3 separate regions of the Zea mays genome follow, and regions 1 and 2 are each linked to region 3. A link is a contact called in public Hi-C data. All regions are on one chromosome and are shown on one strand. Each heading gives the region's core, a stretch centred on a gene start, on an enhancer-like site or on the middle of the called end of the contact. The rest is flanking DNA. Distances are from core to core; before and after follow the strand shown. Region 1 has its middle 130 kb from the start of LOC100281883. Region 2 has its middle 210 kb from the start of LOC100282373. Region 3 holds the start of LOC100281883 (CONSTANS-like protein CO8).

What was found. Hi-C and Micro-C count contacts between places; a contact is called where the count stands out from the background.
Region 1: a contact with region 3 is called in a Hi-C map of leaf, with 3 times the contacts expected there. The contact joins the enhancer-like site here to the promoter of LOC100281883 in region 3. A contact is called at or near these places in 2 of 25 Hi-C or Micro-C datasets (ear and leaf).
Region 2: a Hi-C map of leaf shows a contact between it and region 3, with 8 times the contacts expected there. The contact joins the enhancer-like site here to the promoter of LOC100281883 in region 3. A contact is called at or near these places in 3 of 25 Hi-C or Micro-C datasets (ear, leaf and tassel).

Annotation. Positions count from the first base shown.
Region 1 is chr10:55,553,506-55,557,147 of Zm-B73-REFERENCE-NAM-5.0, reverse strand. No RefSeq gene overlaps it. Among protein-coding and RNA genes, the nearest start is that of LOC100281883, 130 kb to the right of the region's middle. Within about 2 kb of position 1,542, at least 3 of the 20 cell types and tissues checked have an H3K27ac peak or open chromatin away from gene starts, as enhancers often do. A contact at or near this core is called in leaf, where this site is marked.
Region 2 is chr10:55,671,684-55,675,511 of Zm-B73-REFERENCE-NAM-5.0, reverse strand. No RefSeq gene overlaps it. Among protein-coding and RNA genes, the nearest start is that of LOC100282373, 210 kb to the left of the region's middle. Within about 2 kb of position 1,966, at least 4 of the 20 cell types and tissues checked have an H3K27ac peak or open chromatin away from gene starts, as enhancers often do. A contact at or near this core is called in leaf, where this site is marked.
Region 3 is chr10:55,423,560-55,426,965 of Zm-B73-REFERENCE-NAM-5.0, reverse strand. It overlaps LOC100281883 (CONSTANS-like protein CO8), which reads left to right and starts at 2,024. Exons shown (of 1, transcript NM_001154803.1): 1 at 2,024-3,406. The coding sequence starts at 2,113. The coding sequence ends at 2,949.

The DNA of each region.
Region 1 (3,642 bases), core at 293-2,792, 130 kb before region 3:
ACCCGTCCCCTCTCTTGCTCGATTCGTCGGGTGCTAGCCTCTCGCCTCTCCCCACTATTGTTCCCCTATCCGGCTTCCTCTCTGACACACGGTCATGACATCGCGCTGTCAGATCCGGCCACCAACCTCGTCGTTGGCCTGGGCCTCGACCGCTGCCTGTGCAGTGGCACTCATGGCACACTGCCGGCGGCTCGTGCAGCACGCGGCAACGCTCATGGTGTCGGACCTGCAGCTTGCCGCGTGTGCAGCAGGCTCACGGCGTCATGGCTCGCGCGTGCAACGGCGTGGCCGTCCGAAAGTGACAGCTTGACCCTAGCCGGGACGGTATAGTGGGCAGCGGGCCCTCGTCGCCTCCTCACCTTCTAGGTCGTGCCGCCACCATTGGTTGTCATCGCCGTTTATAGGCCCCTGAGAGGAGTATGACCCAGGCCTCCTCACTTTTCGCCGGGAGTTTGAAGTTTGGGGGTCCTAGGCGAAAGCCATGCCAGATGTAGTCTGTGCAGATGACGGCAATGCCCTCGGCACCACTGACCTCCTTGGAGGCGTCGTCATGGAGCCCCTTCCCCTACTTCTCTGGTGCCATCATGGAGGAGTCATGCTGTAATGGAAAATTGGCGTCATCATTTTCTTGTAGGTCTCTTGTGTCGTTGTGCTTGGCACTGGCATTTAGGCCTTTGTCGTGGTGTGACGCGTGCCTTCCTTTGGCGCCTCTGCCTCGTCTACTCTCTTCTTGTTACAAGAGCACGAAATTCTTATGTCGAGTCGGTGAATATCCGCCTCCCACCATTCCCCCACGGGGTTTTCCCCTCGTGCGGTGTTGAATGGTGGCAAGCGGAGCCTGGATGTGCCGTGAGATGTTTCTGTTTGCTCCAAGGGAGATCGTCATTTTCGGTATGCTATGGTCGGCATGCCTTCCTTCATTAGGAGCCTCTCCATCTCATCATGAGATATTTGCTGGATGGTTAAGAATAGAGCCAATGCTGCCCGTTTACTTGCAATTGCATGTCAGCGTGCAAATCCCGTTCTCTTATTTGTCTTAACTCCAGAAGTTCTACACCACCGTCAATTATCTGTAAAGTGCTTGTTGAAGTTTTTGGATACTACTGTACATTAGATGTAGTATCCTCTTACATTGAGATGAAGAATAAATAGGTCTGTAGAAAATGATGAGCGAAACGATCTTTACCCGTAAATCTCATGGATCGTGACAAGTTTTTTTCCCCAAATGAGGTCTAATTTGTGTACTCTAGTATTGACCACAATCCACATGTATTGAGGTGGATTGTGGTGTAACTTAAACTAATTTACACCATAATCCACCTCAATACATATGGATTGGGGTCAACACTAGAGTATCTAAATAAAGCCTGAGTGGGATTGGAAAGACTAGTATCGCAATTTGGGGGCGGATTGAGCGGTTTGTTTCATGATTGATCCTTCCGGTGGCAGCAAAAGATTTGCATGTAGACCCGGGCGTACACAGGCTGGCCATAACAAGATAGATCGCACAATCCAGCTCCGCATGATGCCCTGATGAGACAAGAGGCCTACGAATTGACATCAGCAGGGACGTCACCTGAAAGCAAAGGTTTGTTGCACCACGGACGACTGTTCAACCATCGTCTCACATCACTTGCAGTACTTAACGACTTGACCCTGATTTAAATCATTTGCCAAAAGGTTAACATACCTTTCATGATAATGTCATCCACAACAGGACACGTGTGCTGACAATTCTCCGATACTGCAGCGACAATCCAACAAGTTGTTCGCTTAGGATTAAAGCTAACTGTGTCGGACTGTTGCATCTATAATCCATAAAGACAAAACACTGTAAAAACAGTAGAAGGTGTTGGAGGCTTACTTTGCCGAAGGTCCTTAAGACATCTCTTCTTCGGTGTAAACTAAGATGTTTCAGGCACAAAATGAAGAACATGCGAAGCTGTCCTTCAGATGAAGCAACGAAGGTAAAGCTTTGTTCACATGTATACAAGCGGCAAAGGCGCAAACCGAAACTGTTAGCCTCGCCATGGAGAAGACTTCGGACGAAAAGCGGCGAAGGGAAAGGATTCCAAGGCTTGTGCGGCAAGAGAGAAAGGATTCCAAGGCTGGTCCCGTGAACTCACTCCGACCACAACAACTCCTATCATGTCGCCAAAGAAGACAACGGTGATTGGCTCTGTCCTCATGACTTTGGATCCTAACCAAGGTGGCGAAGCTCTCCTTAGGAAGGCAAGGAACCAGAAGAGGAAGGCCATCAGTCTGGAACCGCAAGACAAGGAGCTTGATTGTGAAATCAACAATCTCGATGCAATCCACCAGCAAATGGAGAAACACAAGGAGAAGGTGCTTCGTCTATACGAGCTTTAGAAGAAGATTAAAGAAGCAATTGAAGAGATGTGAAACATTGAAGTGCAAGATCAGTACAACTTCAAGGACCAAAACTATGATGGTCGTAACCATGACAATTTTCATCATGAGCCATTCAACTACCAAGAGTTTCCTTTGTGACGAAGCTTCACCACTGACACCAGAGCTGCAAGCAGCACCTTGGCCACCAATGTACAAACCTCTTATATTGCCAATGTATGATGGCCTATCTAACCCGAAGCAGTTCCTCGTGAGTTACGAAGCTACCATATCTTCATAGGGTGACAACTCAGCACTCATGGCAAAATCCTTTCTCATGGCGATCAGAAATGTGGCCCAGACTTGGTACTCATCTCTTCGGCCAAGAACTATCACTTCATGGAAAAAGCTAAAAGAAATGCTTCTCACTAACTTCTAGGGTTTTCAGTCAAAGCCCGTTACTGCACAAGCTTTGTTCTAGTGCACCCAAGATCCAAACAAATACCTTCAATCATTCGTCTGAAGGTTCCTTCGTCTTCGGGCCTAGGCGCCAGCGGTCCAAGATGACATCGCCATTGAAGCCAAGGTCAAGGGGCTCAGGACAGGACCAGTAGCTCAACATTTTGCAAGGAAACCTCTACATTCTTTTGAGAAGTTACTACAAAAGATGATGAGTACATAAAAGTTGACAATGACTTTTGCCAAACAAGGGAGGAGTTAAACATATATACTGAACTCGCTAGGGGCTTTGGGGGAAGATTTCACCCAAGGAATGCCCGAAGCATTCACGACCCGATGCAAGGTGAAGAAAAGGCGACCCAATCTCAGGGTCAATCAGGCCAACAATAAGCAAGCTCTCAGCAGCAGCATTCTCATGGCACGTTTCGTCCGCTAGCCCCGAGAGGAGAACAGGGAGACCAAGCTTCAGTGGCAAGTCCAACGCACCTCCAAGGAAATTGTTCTACCAATTTTGTGGTGAAGGTAAGGGCCACACTACAAGAACTTGCCATCACACCATTAACAAGCAGAAAGAGATTGCTTCGACAACATCTCAACCCTCTCAACCGAAGGAAGTGTTCTGTACATTGTCGCGTACTGCTTACCGTACATTCCATAGTATGTACATCCTCAATCACAGGACCCAAGCTGCTTCAACCTTCGACCTCAAATGTTTTAAGTAACCCTGTGATTAGCGCATGGATGCCTTCATCTATCTTCATCTTAGGACCACCCCCTCATGATCAAGTCCCTGCTGGTCAACCCAAATTCCTAGTGCAAGTCAAGAAACACAGG
Region 2 (3,828 bases), core at 717-3,216, 250 kb before region 3:
GAAAAAATCTCATGTGTTGCTCTTTTTGCCAACAAATCTATGTTTCAACTCATGTCATGTTCTTATTTTTCCAAGCCATACTCTCAAGGGCTTCATCTATCTGTGCCATGTGGATTTCTCATTGGTTATGTTTGGATGGTATTATGACTAAAGAACTGATGGTGCCGCGACGAAACCGAGAGCCTCCTATGGGTGCACACACAAGGTTGAGCTGCTCGGCATGCGTTGGCATCGTGGTTAATAGTCATGATCCGTTATGCGATCACACCGATGTGTTATCTTTCATGGACATTTTCCTCAAATCGATCTCTGTATTCTTCTCGAAGTATCATGATGTATTATCCAAATCTAACTTCCATATTTCATCAGATAACATCTCATGATTTGGCATCTACAACAAGTATGGACGTTACATGCTTCTCTACCCTTAAAAGTCTTCGCTCAAATCTCAGGACGAGATTGTTTTAAGGGGGAAGACTGTAACACCCCAGGTGTTTGCCTCTTGTTAAGCCATGAGATTGGATCTCATCACAGATCGTCGGTGAAGATAATGATTTCTCGATCACGTCAATCTATGTTTATTAAGATTATTTCTATTTGTTTCACCGATTCAGGATTATTTGGTCTCGAGAAATGCCAAAATCTTGTGCCTATTAAAAATTTATATAATGAAACAAATGTAAATTCGAAAGTCAATCCAATTACACCCTTTCTGAATTGATTTATGTTTTTATAACTGAAATGTAATGCCAAGTTATAACTGAACCGTTATACAAATGCAAATTTGAAATTCGAAATGTGCTCGATTTGCATAATCTAAGACATGAACATAGACTTATACTGAAGCAATTTTAATTTTTGGCACAAACAAAGAGGCAAAATTTTCAAAATGGAACAAATTATTACTTACTCAGAAATCCAAACTAAACTTTGCCTTGGATCGTCGTCGATCCTTGGTGAGGCCTCGCTTTTCCCGCACTCTGTGTGTTTGATGAAATAACTGAACCGTTAGATCGTCGTCGTTGCTCGCGACAAACTTTGCCTTGGATGTGGAAGGATCCCTATATGAAATTAGTTATCCCTTTTGTTGAATTATAAGTACTCTCTAAAGGATTTAAGCTAAAGCATATCTTTGTGAAGGTTATACATTAGAAATTATTTCCTAAAATAAATATTCTTTTATTATATATCTAGAAGCATTTACATAAATGGATAAAGAAATTAATGTATATAAAATAATAAACCTTGCATCTCATGATGAAGGTTTTGCTTGTGCATCCAATTAAAAGTTTGCAATGCAAACTGGGTTTAGAATTTGAAGACTCGAAATTGAACTTGAATTGAATTCTCAAATAGAAAAAAGAAAAAAGAAGAACCCATCGGTTGGGCCAAATCCTTTCCCGGCCCACTTTCTTTTCCCTCCACCGTCGACCCATCCCTCCTTAGGGCTTGTTCGGTTATTTTGAATCCATATGGATTGGAGGTGATTGCTACGGATTAGGGGAGATTTTGACTTACTAGGGATTGAAACCCCCTCAATCCCTCTCAATCCATATGGATTGGGGTAGAACCGAACAAGCCCTTAGTCTTTTCTTTTCTGAAACGCTGACGCACGTCAGCCCGGGAAACCTTGTGCAAACACGTTGTCGCGCGGGCCCCATAGGTTAGCTGCACTATCGCGTGCACACATTCTCTATTTGTGCACGCTCATGGGCAATTCGGTGCTGATCGGTGGGCCTATCGCCAGAGGCTCGCCATCGTAAAGAAATTTGTGTCACTCTCAATTTTGGTTTTCTATTATTATGCCATTCCGTATCTATGACTGATGGGACCATCTGTGTCTATGATTTGTGGTCCGATAGTATACTGGCGAAGCCCATAAATCATAACGGCAAAATTGCCAATGTCTCTGCCATCACACGCGCGGGCGTGGACTCATTCCCATGTGCCGCTGTCACATGGACCCCCCGTCACCTCGAACGGAATTAATCACGAGCACAAACAGAGCCGGACGTGACTGCGGGTCGTTGTTATCCGACAGGATTCAGAAAAAAAAAGTTGTTACGATTTGATGGTCTTCCCTATGAATAAATAGCGGGCGTCGCACTCACGTTGATCCATGGCAATAGCTACGCCTACGCTGAGAGAGAGTTTGCTGCCGTTAGAATAGAAAGGGGGAGAGGGTGGCCGCTGCCATCGATATGCCGCTCGAGCGACAATACGTCCTCAGCAAGTTGCATGGGAGAGTCTCCGGTGCAACGGGCGTGCCCACGTCGGATTTGGGCGTGTAGGGGAATCGGGGAGCCTAAAATTGCTCGTTGGAGCAACCCACCGCCGCGGATCCATGGGATATCGTGGGCGGAGGTCATCGCAGGTAAGAATCATCTCATACTATGTGATTGGTTACCGTAGAAGTCGAGCCAGGTCCGTACGAGTTTAGTTAGTATTAGTAGAACCAAGATGAGTTCGTGCAAACACTTTTGTTTAGTTGTGTGTATAGACTCGTGCAGATGTTTGGTTGGTTGCACTGAAATGTGTATTAGTGAAGGGTGTATAAATAAATCTTTACATATTTATCATGAGTGATTTAGTTTTGTTCACAAAAATCGGAGGAATACAAATATTAAATGGATTCAGTGATTAAATATTTTAATTGGAAGATATAAATAAAAAAGTAAAATAAAAATATCTGGATTTCTGTGCTTAAGCGTGCAGTGAGCCTGCATGGGGGGAGATGCTCCCGCCGGCTGTTCGCGCGGAGCCTGGCTACGGCGTACGGCTTGCATGCATGTAGCCTGTTTGAGGAGATACGGAAACCAAACAAACCATGCTTTGAGACTCCGCGGGTTCAAGTGCATGAGTAGAGAAGCCAACCAATCACGCAGCTAGTGATCACCATCACATGCTCTTTCTTTTGCACCAAGGGTTGGCCGGAGAGGAGTACTGAGTCATGAGGAGGGCGCTGCTCCGCCAGCTTGCCGCCAGGGGCCACACTACCGGAATCAGCTCCTTTGCCATGTGTCTGAGACACACGGCAAAGGCTATTTTACACTCGGCAAATGCTTTGCCGCGTGTAACACTCGGCAAAAAACGCTCGGCGAACTATACATCGGCAACAGCCTCTTTGCCGAGTACTTTTTGTCGGGCACTCGACAAAGACTTTGCCGAGTGCCATTTGGCACTCGGCAAAGAAAAGTCACCGTCACGGCGCCAAGTGACGGTGACGGATCCTTTGCCGAGTGCCTTCTGTGACACTCGACAAAGAGGTCAATTTTGCCGAGTGTTTGCTCGAGAGGCCCTCGGCAAAGACTGATCCAGTGGGCCCCACCGCCAGTCCCTGTGCCGAGAGCTCTAGTAGGCACTCGGCAAAGGAGGCTTCTTTGCCGAGTGTCTGGTGGACTGGCACTCGACAAAGAACCCTCCAGTGGGCCCCTTTGCCAGTATCTTTGCCGAGTGCCTGGGCAACAGCACTCGGCAAAGATGTCTTCGCCGGTTCCCAGGTTTCCTTCTTTGCCGAGTGCCATGGTCAGCACTCGGCAAAGATGGCTTTACCGGTTCCCAGGTTGCCTTCTTTGCCGAGTGCCATGGTCATAGCACTTGGCAAAGCGACCCTTTGCCGAGTGTTACACTCGGCAAAGTGACCAGAATGTCCCTTTTTATTTGCTTTTGTTGTTCCATCCAAACAAACAAAAGATATATATCATTCACATCACATTATATATCAATCACATCACAGAATGAACACATTTATCATCAACATCATATATATCACAAAGTCTCACTAAAGTCTCACAAATATAAGTAAGGATCATCACAAAACAGATATAA
Region 3 (3,406 bases), core at 775-3,274:
CAAATCACTACTTACACGCACTAGTACAACGACAGCATATAGATGCATGAAGGAATAATTTTTTTTTATCCATGCATACCGTACATATCGATGCTAACAAACGGCACATTCTCATTTTGAGATTCTGGATCAACAGACCTCGTAAGGTAAGCTGAAGTATGAAATTGTATCTCATAATACTACGTACTCGATCCGTTCTTTTTTATTTGTCGTGGTCTAGTTCAAAAAATGAATTAACCGACGATTATTATTATTATTATTATTATTATTATTATTATTATTATTATTATTATTATTATTATTATTATTATGTACATTTCAAACATTTCAAAGCATTCAAACGCTTTCGTAATAAAGAGATTTTGATACTCTTAAATGACATAAACTGGCTAGTTGGCATGGTAAAGATAGTTCTAGGTACTAAAAAAAGGAACGATGCTCAAAAATTCCAAATTGTATCCAAGCATCATGCCGCACGTGATATCTAGGAGTAACTCTTGCCTTATACTGTATCCAGTTTAAATTATAGTTCACCTTGACTTCTGTTCGAAGTTAAGTCTTTCTAACTTCGATGGAGTTGTTACAAAAATATGTATATTGGCTCGTTCAAGTTCAATAAATGCATGTATTTCAGAAAAAAATATCACATGGCGAAGTTAATGAAACCAATTTGACACCAAAAACGGGCTGCGCACATCTTTTAGAGACCGAGATAGGGAGCTGCATATGCATGTCCTGCCGCCACCCAACCTAAGCCCGCAGCCACTGCTCCAGTACCGTCCATGGTTGGACGGCACGAGTTGGGGACGCGGATTTCTACTCGGGCTAGCATTGGTCGGCGGCGGCGTGGTGTCATCGGGTGGCTGGCGGCGTGTGCGAAGAACAGAGAAGATGGGAGATGAGGAGCTCTTGAATCCGTGAATGTACTATGATATATACCTTTCGAACTAAATCTGGAACTAGTTCTTTGCCCGTATGTTACTGTTTTTTTTTCTTATTTTAAACTATTAGATCTATTAAAATAGATAGCTCTAGTTTTTCTTCTTCCGAGAACTGTAAAATTTCTCGTATGGGCAAAGACAAATGACCTATAAGAGCAGCTCCAATAGTTATGTATATTTCTACTACCTAAATTTGAGATTTAGCAAGTACTCAAATAATATAGGAAACAAAAAAACTTATCTCCTCCAACAGTTCTCTATATATTACTTCCTAAATATGTTAAAACTTGTCATATCACCAATTTGAGTGTGATTAGCCATTTTTCCTTTTGTTTTCATCTCCCTTCTGCAACTCGATCTCAAAATTGTGACCTCGTCAGCAAACTGATCCAACATGGTGAGTTGTGTTGTCCTTTTGATTTGTTGCCACAATTGTTTATTCTCAACATGTGCATGTGCAACAGTTACATTATTAATTGTTTAATCTCTAACTTACTAGGTGCTGCAATTGTGCATCACCAACAGCTGACGCATGGACTCAGAATGTGGAAAAGACGTCCAACTAAAAGAAGTATGCCAGATTTTATGTTTCGGGAGTTGGTAAGTGGTTGCTAAATGTAGGTAGGAAATAAGGTTAGATGAAAAGTGACTAAATTTAGAAAGTTTATTTAGAGAGCTGTTGGAGATGAGTTTTTAGGTTAACTATCTAAATTATTGATTTAAGGAGTATTTTAGAGAACTACTGTAGTTGCTCTAAGTAATGTAGAAGAGAAGGAATATGTCATGTCAGAAATTAATGTCAAGAGGTCACACTGTAACAAGTGCAGACCTGGATGGTTTGGCAAGGGAACAAGGGTGCCTACCATAGTACACCTACCAATTCCCTCTAAATTACACGATCTTGGTCGTCCTCAGCCAAAGTTTTCGCGGCCATTAGAGCTCCACGTGTCCACTTAACCGATTCACCAACTCCACCTTCGCGCTAAGCTCCCCGCCTCCCGCTCGTCCCCGGTGGCTTCATCACTTCATCTCCCTCCCCCTATTAATACAGCTCAGCAGCTTCACTGCCATTTCGCACTCAAAAACACAAACGCAAGCACAAGCAAAACACAAAGAAGCTCAAGAAAGCTGAGGCAAGCCCAGAAGAAGAAAAAAAAAACTAGAAGGAGAGATGGGAAGAAGCGAAGGCAGCACAAGCCCAGCGGCTGGGGGAGCCGCCTGCGCGTGCGCGGTCTGCGGCGGCGCCGCGGTGGTGTACTGCGCGGCGGACGCTGCGGCGCTCTGCAGCCCCTGCGACACCGCTGTGCACGCTGCGAACCTGCTGGCGTCGCGCCACGAGCGCGTGCCCCTTTCCATGGTGACTGCTGCATCCGGCGTGTACGACGACGACCTCTTCGCGCCCGACGACATCGACGCGGCGTCGTCGTGGGCGTCGGCGCCTGCGCAGGGGCAGGGAAGCCCCCAGAACGGGAGCTCGTCGGCGAGCTTCACCACCGGCGACAGCGGCGCGGAGGGCAGGGGCCTGTTCGACCTGCTGTCCGACGTCGACTTCGCTGCCTGTGTCACGGGCGGCGGCGGCTACCTGCCGGACGGCGTGGCGCCCGTCGTCCATCACGGCGCTGCACCTCTGTGGGCGCAGCCCGGTCTGGCCGCCGCCGCATGGACGGCCACGTGGTCGCCCGCTGTCGTCGTCCCGGGCGCCGCCGTGGTCGCCGCGGCGGCGGCGGAGCGGGAGGCGAGGGTGCAGAGGTACCGCGAGAAGCGCGAGAGGCGCAAGTTCCAGAAGACCATCCGCTACGCGTCCCGCAAGGCCTATGCCGAGGCGCGGCCCAGGATCAAGGGCCGCTTTGTCAAGCGCGCCGCCGGCACCTCCTCCTCCTCCTCCTCGGGTGCCGGCACATCGGACAGCATCGACGCTGCTGCCAAGTTCTGGCTCTCCTTCTCCGACGACGCCAGGGACGGCTTCTTCGTGGACGCCGGGGCCTACGGGGTCGTGCCAAGCTTCTAGAAAGTTTGTGCCTTGAAAATTTAGGGGTCACACTCGCATCACAGCGGGCAGCGCTTCTGGGCTTCTGGCGGTGGCGTTCGCCCAGTTTGAAGCAAGTTAAGCAACCGCCCTTCTCGTTTGTGTCGTGTCGTCTCGTCATTCATGTGAGCAGCATCCGTGGTGAAATTCCGCCATCGCTATTTTTAAATGATGGCGCGGAATTTCGATGGGTCATCACCAGTTGGTGAACGAACTAGGGGATTTATTGTGTCTTGTAAGATACAACTTTACTGGGTTGTCTATCAAATTCTGCGTTGGCTCATCGTCATCGCTTTACTGGGGCTAACAATATAGTTGTGGTGGAAATCTGCCATCCATGCTTCCATAGCAAGCTCTTAGATGATCGGAATAAAAGGGGATTTTGATGGGCCAATCAGGAAGTGGGTTTGGTTAATCTATATATGGAGCATATAGCTTA